Linked DNA regions of Mus musculus: all the other regions are linked to region 3. A link is a contact called in public HiChIP or PLAC-seq data. All regions are on one chromosome and are shown on one strand. Each heading gives the region's core, a stretch centred on a gene start, on an enhancer-like site or on the middle of the called end of the contact. The rest is flanking DNA. Distances are from core to core; before and after follow the strand shown. Region 1 overlaps Fmn1 (formin 1). Region 2 overlaps Fmn1 (formin 1). Region 3 overlaps Fmn1 (formin 1). Region 4 overlaps Fmn1 (formin 1).

The links. HiChIP or PLAC-seq counts read pairs in DNA pulled down with a chosen protein or histone mark.
Region 1: a CTCF HiChIP or PLAC-seq map of the NIH/3T3 cell line shows a contact between it and region 3, with 10 read pairs. The contact joins two enhancer-like sites. A contact is called at or near these places in 1 of 15 datasets of contacts at CTCF or cohesin (the NIH/3T3 cell line) and 1 of 115 datasets of contacts at active chromatin or transcription factors (the NIH/3T3 cell line).
Region 2: a CTCF HiChIP or PLAC-seq map of the NIH/3T3 cell line shows a contact between it and region 3, with 13 read pairs. The contact joins two enhancer-like sites. A contact is called at or near these places in 1 of 15 datasets of contacts at CTCF or cohesin (the NIH/3T3 cell line) and 1 of 115 datasets of contacts at active chromatin or transcription factors (pancreatic cancer cells).
Region 4: a CTCF HiChIP or PLAC-seq map of the NIH/3T3 cell line shows a contact between it and region 3, with 8 read pairs. The contact joins two enhancer-like sites. A contact is called at or near these places in 1 of 39 promoter capture datasets (the SN4741 cell line), 1 of 15 datasets of contacts at CTCF or cohesin (the NIH/3T3 cell line) and 3 of 115 datasets of contacts at active chromatin or transcription factors (the NIH/3T3 cell line, bone marrow-derived macrophages and pancreatic cancer cells).

The regions. Positions count from the first base shown.
Region 1 is chr2:113,688,307-113,691,281 of GRCm38.p6, forward strand. The region is part of intron 17 of Fmn1 (formin 1); the gene reads left to right. It overlaps 4930533B01Rik (RIKEN cDNA 4930533B01 gene), which reads right to left. Exons shown (of 6, transcript NR_040614.1): 6 at 2,747-2,975. Among named protein-coding and RNA genes, the nearest start is that of 4930533B01Rik, 19 kb to the right of the region's middle. Within about 2 kb of position 1,460, at least 30 of the 459 cell types and tissues checked have an H3K27ac peak or open chromatin away from gene starts, as enhancers often do. A contact at or near this core is called in the NIH/3T3 cell line, where this site is marked.
Region 2 is chr2:113,584,952-113,587,820 of GRCm38.p6, forward strand. All of the region lies in intron 10 of Fmn1 (formin 1), which reads left to right. Among named protein-coding and RNA genes, the nearest start is that of 4930533B01Rik, 120 kb to the right of the region's middle. Within about 2 kb of position 1,365, at least 27 of the 459 cell types and tissues checked have an H3K27ac peak or open chromatin away from gene starts, as enhancers often do. A contact at or near this core is called in the NIH/3T3 cell line, where this site is marked.
Region 3 is chr2:113,448,750-113,451,454 of GRCm38.p6, forward strand. The region is part of intron 4 of Fmn1 (formin 1); the gene reads left to right. Among named protein-coding and RNA genes, the nearest start is that of Gm13963, 58 kb to the left of the region's middle. Within about 2 kb of position 1,287, at least 94 of the 459 cell types and tissues checked have an H3K27ac peak or open chromatin away from gene starts, as enhancers often do. A contact at or near this core is called in the NIH/3T3 cell line, bone marrow-derived macrophages and pancreatic cancer cells, where this site is marked.
Region 4 is chr2:113,639,075-113,642,039 of GRCm38.p6, forward strand. The region is part of intron 16 of Fmn1 (formin 1); the gene reads left to right. Among named protein-coding and RNA genes, the nearest start is that of 4930533B01Rik, 68 kb to the right of the region's middle. Within about 2 kb of position 1,562, at least 27 of the 459 cell types and tissues checked have an H3K27ac peak or open chromatin away from gene starts, as enhancers often do. A contact at or near this core is called in the NIH/3T3 cell line, bone marrow-derived macrophages and pancreatic cancer cells, where this site is marked.

The sequences.
Region 1 (2,975 bases), core at 210-2,709, 240 kb after region 3:
TAGCATACTCAGAGGTTCACCCCCACCCCCACCCCACTTATGTATTATTTATTTCCGATCACCGTCACCCCACTCCCACTCCCCCCTACACACACACACAGCTCCTCTCCTATACCCTTTCCCCCACAAGGCCTGGACAGCCACTCCTGCACTTCCTACCTCCTTATGGAGCCCTGTAGCATTTGGACTTTTATGACTAACTTAGCTCACTTGCGTTGTGTTTGAGCAGCCAGTGCTTTGGCCCTGTCCGTTGAGACCTCTGTGAACTGTGAGCCATAGGAGACCCCCCCCCCCCCACCTTGCCATCATATATACCATGATCCTGTTCCATCCGCTTGCCTCTCCTGCCAACTCTGCTCCTAAACGGGCTCACGGACGTTAGGAAGAGAGTTGCTTTCTTTCAACATTGTAACTAGGTTAGGCCAGTTGCATAAATAGCTAGGAAGGTTATTTCAGTTTCTTTGCTCAGATCCTAGAGGCTTTCATAGACAAGGGACAGAAGGAGAAAGGGACTACGTTCTGCATACAGACACTCCAACCAGAAGTCAGAAGAGAGCCTAGAGTTCCTCCTTTGAGCCTAGCCCCTCTTCCTGACCCCGGCTTCTCTCAGTAGACACCAGAGTCTGTCACTTCCTCTGTCCATCTGTTTGAATCCCTGAAGGGAAGGTTCTTAGTTCACTGTGCCAGTTCCTTGGATGTACCTCCCTTCTAGAAGGAAGTGGAAGGGGGCATTGTCCTTCAGAGGAGAAGACTGGGATACATGTGATGGTAAAATATTCTAAAAGTTCCCAGTAATTAAATGCAGGAACTGGGCTTGGAAATAGCGTCTAAGGGGGGAAAAATAGGCTTTACAAAATAGCTGAGAAGAACTTCGCAGTGATGGACATAAGTAAGAATGCCTCAACGAGGAATGCGCCATTTTCTTTCGCTCTTGCTGCAATTCTGGAGAGTTCTAATAACCCAGAGACAGGTGCCAGCGCTTAGTCCTGCTTCCTGCCCGAATCTGCCAACAAAATTAAGATACCGATGAAAGCAAGATGAAGGGCCAGTCCTGTAGTTTCCTAAGTGCAGACATGTTCTCCAGTCATGAGCAGCATCCTATCATGATAATTGTCTAAAACTCAGACAATTACATGCTTGTGCTTCCAGATTTTGGCTCCCCTCAATTGGACTCACCCCCACATTACACTTTCTTTCCTTGGTGTGTAAAATTAGTGTCAGAGACACTCAGCACTCAGAGAAGAGACCATCAACAAGGGCAGGCTGGTATCAGGCCAAGCGGCAGTTCGGCTTCCGGGGTGCATGTCAAGCTCCTAATCCCTTTTCAAGACTTTTTGCTGAAGGGCAAGGGGCTCACATTGGCGAGGCCCAGGCTGCTGCTGTGCATTAGACATGCTAAGGGAGTCATAACTTTGGGTTGTCAGCATTTTCCGTGGCTTTGTGGTGAAGGTAGTCTAGCTTTCAGGTCATCCTTGAAATATGTCAGATCTCATCTTTAATGTAGAAACCACGGTTGTTGGCTTGCACTCTTTAAGGAGGTTGTGGTTAGTGTTGCAATATTCGTGTGAGACTTGGTAAATTCCTATGTTTGATTCTCAAGAGAAACAATTTACTCTGAGGCTAAGGGCTATTTGCTTTCCCTAAGCAGTTTCTGAAGGCACACATGAGAGAATGAACAGTGAGGGGAAGTGTTCCACTCCAGCATCTCCACGTCAAGTATAGAGAGCACTTTGTTTTTTGGCTCTGGGCACTTCATCATCTGTCCTTAAAAAAAAAAAAAAAAAAATGTTTGGCCAAATTAAAAGGATGTAGATCAGACGAGGAAATGTAATGGAGTAGAGTTGGAGACCACTTTAAAGTGAGATGAAATAAGTTGGTATAAAACAAAACATATGATTAGAAATTAATCTTTTTTAAAAAGTTGAATGCTATTTGGGAGTTATGTTCTGAGAATTGGACATTTCAAGAAGCACGCAGCATCCTTTGTCTGCTGTCTGTTGGAGAAGAGTCCCCCTGGCAATTAAATATCAGTGATTTTTTTTTCTTGTCCAAATTTCAAGTTTTCGGTGCACTGTTGTGTAAACCAAAACTGAAGTTTTGTGAAGAACATTTTGGCTGGAGAGGGCAGTAGTCTGGACATTATCAGACATGGTAGGTTCATAGTGCAGTGCTGAGCTTTGTCTTCAATAGAAAGGAATCACTGGGGTCAAATGAGGCAGGCACCTCCTCAGAGTGGCTCTGTCTGTCAGCATTGCTGTGCCATCATCAAAGCAGACCCTGGATTGTACTTGCTTCTTCTGAACAGTCACTTGCTGTCCGGGTTCCCAAAACACTTAGGGGAAACATGCTGAAATCCAGCATGTCTTTTAATTTTCAGCTCTTCTGACAGAGGTGAGCAAGGCCTCCCAAATCCAACCCCTTGAAAACACACACACACACACACACACACACACACACACACACACACACACACACACAGAGCAAGAGGCTAAGAAGACAAAGTTTTGGAAAGAGAAATCCCCAGGCCACTGACATATTTGTGTTAAATGTCAGCAACACTGTTGCTTCTGAGACTGCACCGGTTTTTCTAGTGTGTCCAAATGTGGGTTCCAGATAATACAGAGGTGGTGTTCAGGCGATGGAGGAATCCTGGCGATTAGTCATGTATGCTCAACACTACACCCTGCTATGAGATAGGAAGATAATGAGTCCTCTGGATACAAAGTGAAATACTTTCTCCTGTGTCAGTGTACATACAAGCCCATTTCTGTGTAGAAAGTGGACAGAAAGAAAGAAGGGGGAAAATGATGGTGTGCCCTCCTGGGGTGACCCATGCTCATGTGTGACACATGAGTCTAAAGGAGGATGGGAGGAAGTGAGTGTTCTGTGTGGGAGGTGCCTGTGTCAGTGCCCATAAACAACTGAAGGGGAGAGCAGGACATGTGTCTCACAGGGAGTCAGGAACCTGAATGGAG
Region 2 (2,869 bases), core at 115-2,614, 140 kb after region 3:
CTTATACTCTATTCCTAATGTTTGTTACCTCAGTTCTCATAGACATCCAGGCCCAGAAGAATATATTTCTGACTGACTGGTGAGGTAGTTTGTTAGAGATCCTAAGTTTGCCCAACACTGCCAAGCCTCGATGAAAGCTTATGGACCTTGCGGTGGTATCTTCTCACATGGACCCTTGTCCCTTGGTCCTCACAGCCTGAGACTATGTTTAGATTGATTCTGATGGGATTCCACTGCAAGTTTGTCTCATTGCCCTTAGCCATCAGTATCACCAGCCTCCACCCGAGCTGGTGCTGCTCAGCCAGAAGCCATATTTACTTACTGTGAACTCACTCCTGTTACATCACTAATCGTCAAAGGAGAAGTTGACTAATAATGAGATATGAAGACACTGACATGGTCCCTGGTGGTGTCTGGAGATGATAGGGTGTAGCAAACATTTAGGTAGGGTTAGTTATGCCAGATTGTGGGATGAAATGGTAAGCCTGAAGTGGACAACTTTTCCTTGTAAAAGACCAGATACTATTTTCTACTTTGTGGGTCAAAGGATCAGGCATGGCTCCTCAAGTTGGCCACTGGACCATCATGGTTCAAAATCAACCACAGATAATAATATATAAGCAAAGGGGCATAGCTTTATTATTCCCCAATACATTTTATTTAGAATTTGAATTCTAATAAGATTTGAATTTCACATGACAAAAATATTCTACACTTTTTTTTTAACAGCCATTTAAAGTGTGAAAACCATGAGTCACACAAGTACAAATAGCAGGTTGAGTTTGGTCTGTGAGCTCTAATTGATCCACACTCAACCCACTCAGTAAAACCTTCCAGAAGCTGAGCGGGTCTGGTACAATGAACCACTGATGTGAAATGAACATTGTGTGTCTCCAAGAAAGGCATTCCTCTGCCTTTTGTGGTACAACCTCCCAACATAGTTTCTCAGCACTAATTGCCAGGACATAGAATAATAGTGGTAACTAATTAGTGTACTACTTATTATTCCCTTTCCCCCCACAGTGATGGTCTAGCTAGATAAGCATTTTGAAAGTTCGGAGGGCCATTGTGCTGATGCCATGAACACTCACAGCTATTACTGAAGGCAAAGATGCCTGTCATGTGGCAGACTGGGCTCAGTTGGCAGACTGGGCTCTCGGGACTAGCATGGAGAGAGGTAGAGGTCTCCAGACCCACGTACACTTCACCTTTGCTCTCCACCTCTCTGAAGGCAGCTTTTGTCTGATCTGTGCCAGAGTCTGGCTTTCTGACGATTTATTTGCCACTGACTCCCAGTGAGTGGACTATAAGCATGTTTTACATACTGGAAAATATGAATCATGGAGTTTAGCATTTCAGTTTCTTAAGAGCCCTGCAGTGCCCAGTCCTATAAATCACAGCTCTGAGCGGCTGGGCTCATCACTCACCTCATCAACTCTCTTACACCCCAGTGCCAGATTTAGAAAGCCATTTCTCACAGAGGTGTCATCTGCCTGGGACCTGGCTGTCTGAGAGCCACTCCCTCCAGGGATACCCCTTCATATCCTGCCTTGAGATGCTGGTGAGGAGGGATGGAGGCAGCCTGTTGACTGACAAGGCCAAAAGGGGCTGGCCTTGTATGGTCTACAGTGAGGAGAGTATGCGCATCATCTTAGGCTCATTGACAGGGGCCCATAGCTATACTGGTTTGTTCCCTAGAGTACTGGCTACATTGTGAAGTGGCTGTGACCCCTGTGGAACACACGCCATTGATCATACTACCCATCGTTTGGGACCAGATTGGTTTCTTTTCAAAGCCTGGATCACACAGTATCACCATCCCTGTCAGCTGAGTTGCCATTGCGGCTGTAAAAAGCCATACAAAGTGAGCCACAGGCCTTCTCTTGTGCTTACAAGCTGAGCTGTAGTCCTTCCAGGGAAAATAAGCCATACAAAATAAGGAAGGAAAACTCTCTCATTCCTGTTCCCTCTACCCTTTCTGTTATAGAATCTGGAATGTAATTAAAGAGTAGCCCAAAGGGAAATTAATCCATGAATGTTTGTAAATGCGAAGGCCTAGTCGTCAATAGACTGTATCTGGGGGTCTTATTATCCCATCACTTATGAGTAGAACATAAAGCACAAGGGGGCAAGAGGTGGATGCTTATCAGACACTGGGTTTGTGTAGCCTTTGCAATGGGATTTCCTTTTGCTACTTTGCCAGACAAATGAGAAAAGAGATATGTTGCCTTTTCTCGAGGCCTTTGCCTACTTACATTTGTGCTAAAAGTTGCATAAAATCATGTGTTTTCTTTTCTAATATATATATATATATATATATATATATATATATATATATATATGTTTAAAATTTTCAAAATGTTCTCACGCCCAAACCCCACAACTCATCTTGGCCTCCTCCAGCATCATAAGGGAGGGATCATCCACTCAGGGTCTTCCTGCCTTCACATCCCTCTCATCCATCCCCACAGACCCTCTTACCGCCCCCTCGAAAGGTCACAGCAGTGACTCCCAGTTCTCCCAGCCTGAAATCTGCTAATGTTTCCAGATAACCAAGCCACTACTATGGTGATTTGTGTGAAATAAAAATGTAAAAATAATTACTTTTCTGTCTAAAATCCTCCATTTGCTTGGGTGGGGGGGGGGAGTACATTTCTGAATACACAACTCCATTTACTTTCACAAACTTCCTTCCATACATCATGCAGCCTGTCCTGCTCACCTTTCTGGTCCTCAGGTATGTCATGCACAGCATCATGGGTGCTCAGTGACCACAGCCAACATCGATCCCCCGAGCCTATCATTTCTGATCACATCTTTCACACACTTCAGTAATCATCTTGAGTTTGGTTTTTGCGGTATCAAAAGG
Region 3 (2,705 bases), core at 37-2,536:
CACGCCGGACTGTGTTTGCACATATTATAGAAAACTTTATCCAGGGCATTTTAAGATTTTTAGAAAAATTTTCATACACACACACACACACACACACACACACACACACACGCCTTGCATTTTATCTAAATATATCTCCAGACACATTATTTAATAATAAATGCTTGGTTGGATTTGTTTCTTGAACTAGTTTTCTGTTTCTAGAATGTTTCTAACCATCTCATGCCTAAAGCTTCATGAGTTTGATACAGTTCCTAGCCAAGTCTAGAGTTTGTCCCAGTTCGGGTCACGTTTGGATGCACTGAATACTCAGGAGCCTTCTCTGACTGAGCCTTTGCTTAGTGACTCTAAGTATTTTGAGAATTTTTAAAACCCTAGTCATGGAGTCTGGAGAAGTGACTCAGAACACAGAAATGGTCTTCCAGAGGAGCGGGGTTTGATTCCTAGCACCCAGATGGAAATTGACAACAGTAGGTAACTCTAATTATATAGAGTATCTGACACCCTCTTCTGGCCTTTGAGGTCACTGCTTGCACATGCTGCACACAGACAAAACACCCATCTATGTAATATAAAAAGAAACAAATCTCAAAAAGTCAATAAAACCATGTAATGAGAACCAAAAGCTACTGAAAAAGCATGCTGCCATCATCATTGCGTGGTGTGCCTGATGACCAGGCATCTGTTTGTGCCCCCAGGTTCAGATGAGGAACCTCTCTCAGTTCTTGACACTCGCTTCTCTTCTGCTACTATGTTCTGTGACTGGTGGCATTTCTCAATATATTATTATGGTGAAACTCAAAATCCCGAGAGAAAGTGAAGTCAAAGCTTGTGGAATTAAAAATGGCACCTCTTGTTGAATTAGTCTCTTAATTAATTGCCCGTCGGAGGGAGGAGTCATGAAGAGCGAAAGCTCTCGTGTGGTCTTATATGAACTGGGCACCTTTGGTTTCTCTTCCTCTGTGCATCTAAGAAACCTTGTTCTCCACTGGCAACACACCCGAGCTAGGCTTGGCAAGCCCTAAATTCTGTCCTCTCAGTGTTAGGGGGGTCATGGCTTTTGTGGAAAAGAGAACTCAGCACAGGCTGTTGAAGTTATGAGCAAACCACCCGCATAGGTGGCCTCTCCTAGGACTTTCACTGCCAGAAGCTTGGAGGTACCAAGCTCAGAACAACTTGGAAATATTTCTTATCGAGAGATCTGTGGATCAGCTCAACCCTCACAGGACTGAGGATCTGCCTACCCTCTGGTTTGCTTCTCATTTGCCTTAAGTGAGAGAGCTCTTCCTAGTGAGTCAGACAGCCTTGCTTCATCAGCCAGGGAGAGCTAAAAATATCATGGAATTATTGGCTCACTGTCGTCTGAGTTTTAATTTCCCCATCCATGGCTAACAGAGTGTGTTACGCCTAGGTGGATATTGCCTTGAAGTCATGTGTCTAGATGACTTGTCCCAAGTCCTCTTTAGCTGCCTAGGCAGTGGATTTGCTTGTTGTGTGTTCTATGGCCATTTAGGTCACTTGCATGAAGTGATTTTGATAGCACATGATTTAGAGATGTCCAAACTAGAGACCAGGACAGCCTTGCATTTTGTGGGTACATGCAGAAAAGAGGGGCAGACTGGGAAGCTGGAGGTGAAAAAGTGCTAAGCTTCCACTTCTTGTAACGCTTGGAACCCTGGTGGGAAAATCAACTTCCCCAAACTCAGTTTCAGCTAAAGCTTGACATTTAACAAGGAAATCCCAAGTGCAGACTCAAATACTGTGTTCAAAGAGTTTAAGTCATAGCTTTTGTTTATGCATTTATGTAGTTATTTGCTGTTCTGGCTAATCATATGCCAACTTGACACACAAACTAGAGTTATCTTAAAGAAGGGAACCTCAGTTAAGAAAATACCCCCATAAGTCCTGCTATAAGGCATTTTCTTAGTTAGTAATTTATGGGGGAGGGTCCAGCTCATTGTGGGTGGTGCCATCCCTGGGTTGGTAGTGCCAGGTTCTATAAGAAGGCAGGCTGAGCAAGTCAAGGATGACAAGCCAGTAAATAGCCCCCCCACCCCCCATGGCCTGTGGATCAGCTCCTGCCTCCAGGTTCCTGCCCTGATTGAGTTTAGATTTTATTTCCAAATAAAATGAATTTATATTAACAAACATCAGTAATAACATATAAATTTTGTTTTTCTCAAACTGATACCCATCTGCCCAGTCCCATTTAGTAAGTGCTACATTCTTGCAAAAGTGCCAGTTCACACCACATATTCAAATTCATTCCATATTTCTATCTCTTTCCAGAATACTTATTTATTTTCACTTATTGTAGCTATTGCTATACTCACCCAGACATTGTGCCAGTCACCTCAATTTGCTTTTTCCTCTAGATTCTTATACACATAAATTCTTGTATATACACTTGATAGTGAGTTTTTTAGGACCGGTGATGTGGCTCTGAGGTCATGAAGGTGCAAGCATAAAGGGCGTGTGTATGGGTCAGAACAATCTCCTGTACATACCAACAGAGGCCAGGCAGGGTGATGCGTGTAATCCCAGTGCTGGTGAGGCAGAGCCAGTGGATCCTGAAGGCTCACTGACCAGCCAGTCAAGCAAAATCAAGAGCTTATGGTTTGTTTAATGGTGTCTCCAAAGATGCAGCAGTGTCCATGACACTGTCCTATGCACTGGAAACTGTTTATGATGGCAAATAGTGCTCT
Region 4 (2,965 bases), core at 312-2,811, 190 kb after region 3:
ATATGACATGTAATGTTATCCTCATATGGTTTCGAACCTGTAACTTTGCTAACTTGCAGAGTATACAAACGGGAATATCTCTTGATTACTGTTAGGGCAATAAAGAGTCGTTCCTTTGAAAAATAGAAAAGACTTACTTTGGGTCAGAGTTTCAGAAGTGTAATTCAAGGTCACTTGGCTCTGTTAACTGTGGACTCCATTGTCCGTGGGCTGTGTTAGGCAGCGCAGCACGAAGTGAACATGGGCAGAAGACAGTACTACATTTTTTTAAAGCGTAGCTGTTTCTCTGACTAATAGGAAACGTAAAATTCTCTGCCCACCACAAATATGTGTTATTGACCTTGGATAATCACATTTTATGGTGATTTTCATGCAATTTAAGTATAACATTTATCTGATTCCACATTTTCATAAACAGTACCACTATTACTTGTACTCCTAAGGAAAATACTACTGCTAGCCCAGCCTTGATGTAGATGGAGCTCATAAAATATACCTGGATATCAGCAATACTGAGATGTGAACTCTCTATCAGTCCTGGAGTTGACATGATATGTAATAGGCCCAGTATGACGGTAAACTTGGGCGAGAGGAATCCTTCTCAGACAGGTTAGGAAATGCATTCCAGGCAGAGGGAACACTGCAAACCTGTAACAATAGTAGATGTGCATTGTCTGGGGAATGCATAAGACTAGGTGTGGCCAGACCGTAGGCTTTATGTGAAAAATGCAAGACTTGTAAGGAGAAAAGTATCGCCACGGGGCTTGATGAAGAACCTGATTCATGTTATAGACAACAGACAATAGTGAAAGCTGTATATGTGTCCAGGAATGGCAGGTGCAGGCTGGGCTGGGTGTCTTGTTTGGTGAAGGAATGTTAGGGGCCCGCTCTTTCTTTTGTTCTTAAGAAATGTATCATAATTACCAATGATATGAAGTTAATTGAAGGAACAAAAGGCTCAAAAAGAACCCGAGTAAAAGCAGTGGCGGTGGAAGGAAGGCAGTGACATAAACTTTGGATATGACACCTTTGATGTGCATGTGTGACACACCGGCAGAGATGCCATGCTTGTGCGAGAGAGCTTCGTGATGCTGCAACAATGGTGCTATAGCATCTAAAGCATTTATACTCAAGAGACCTGTGACCAAGCTGCAAAGGAAATAAAAAAAAATTCTCTTTATGTTTTAAGAAGTTTACAAGTTACCCTTAGCTACCTGTGGTGCAAACAGTTCCGAGAAGATGGCAGTTTAAGACATGTGGGTGAATGTGTCAGTCCAAAGGCAAGATGTAGAATAAAAAGATTCCTCAGAGCAGCTGAGTGTAAGGTCGTATTGGAAGCTGAGAAAGCATGCTGTGACATGGAGCCTGTGTGGGGTGTTGAGCAGGAAAGCTAGTTTTTTGTTAGGGGTCTTCTCACTCAGAAAATACTAAGCAATTAGGGTTTGGATGTTTTGGGTTTTTTTTTTTTTTTTTAAGCCTGAGAAGTCACATGCATTGTGACTCAGTTGATTCATGATTAGAATTATTTGTATATAAGCAGCAATTCAGCTCTTGTAATTTTCCATTTGTAAATCACATCCTGTTGCCACACTGGAATGAGATGATGTGTTTGTCTTGACCATCCTTCCTTTCTCAGAACACTCTTAAATAATGTTGACAAAGCCACAGTACTTATTCTCAACTAACTTTCATTTCCTGAGCTAAACACAAAGAACTTTTAATGGTACTTTTCTGGGTTTCGATCCCTGTGGCGTCTAAACTTTCCCCTCCTCTTCCACAGTAGGCTCTTGTGGATGCCAATTTACAGTGCAGGTCTAAGCAATCCTGTGCAGCCATTTGTGTGTCTTGTTTGAGCTCCCACTTTCCCACCCTCAGATCAAACATGACCAATAACGATATGGCCTTCGAAACCATGATGCTCACATTAAAAGTCCCCATAAACATAGCAGGGATCCTATAATTGAAAGAAGCCACAAAGCAACTGATTAGATCCTAGGTCTAGATCTTATAGGTGGTCTTTCCTTGCTGTTAAATTGGCCATTTGTATTTATAGCTTCGGCAGGGAAGGCTGTAACTAAAACTGGCCCTAATTCCAGCACCTCCCACGATTGGTCTTATCTCACATTCAGTTACCCGTGGATGGTGATAAATTTCAACCTGACTCTGAATGAATAACTCTAGCTCTGTTTCCTGTGTGGTTATTTGGCCAGATAAGTTTTTTTTTTTTTTTTTTTTTTTTTTTTTAGTGTCAAGAAACTTTTCTGAAAAATACTGCTGCTGCTGTTGCTACTACTACTACTACTAAATAATACAAAAACCCCAATAATTTTACCAAGTTTAACAAAATTTTACCAAGTTAAACAAAAAGCCGTAAGTCTGATTCCTCACACTGAACGCAGGCAGTTCCAATACACAAATGGGTAAATATCCCACAACAGCTGAGACTATGGCTGTCGGACCCTATTTGCTTTGTACTTTCTCTGAGCCTGTAACACAGCCTCAGCCTGACCTAAGATACATAGTTATCACTGTCTATTGATTTGTGAACAAAAGCCTGGAACTGGGTGAAGTCCCTAGAGGGTATGTATTTTCCCTCTGTGGCTTTCTTGTTTAAATCCTTTCAGAATCAGAGAATCCTGGTAGAATCTAGCAAGAGATATTTTCAGCCTATAATTCTCAGCGCTGGTTAGACGTCTTCCCTATAAAAATCTCTTTGTTGGATATATACATCTAAATTATTTTGTAATAATCTTTAAGTCAAATAACATTGACAAGGGCCGTAACTGAACCTCAAAATAGAACAACAGCAAACTACTGTCAGCCTTGTCATTGCGACCTCAAGACCATGGAAGTAAAACTGATTCACCATATTCCGTGGTTGTGAGAAAAAAACGTGTGACCTGGAGTGTGGCCTCTGAAAGAAAGGAATCTTAACTCAGCACGTGGAGGAAAAGAGAGGGACTGG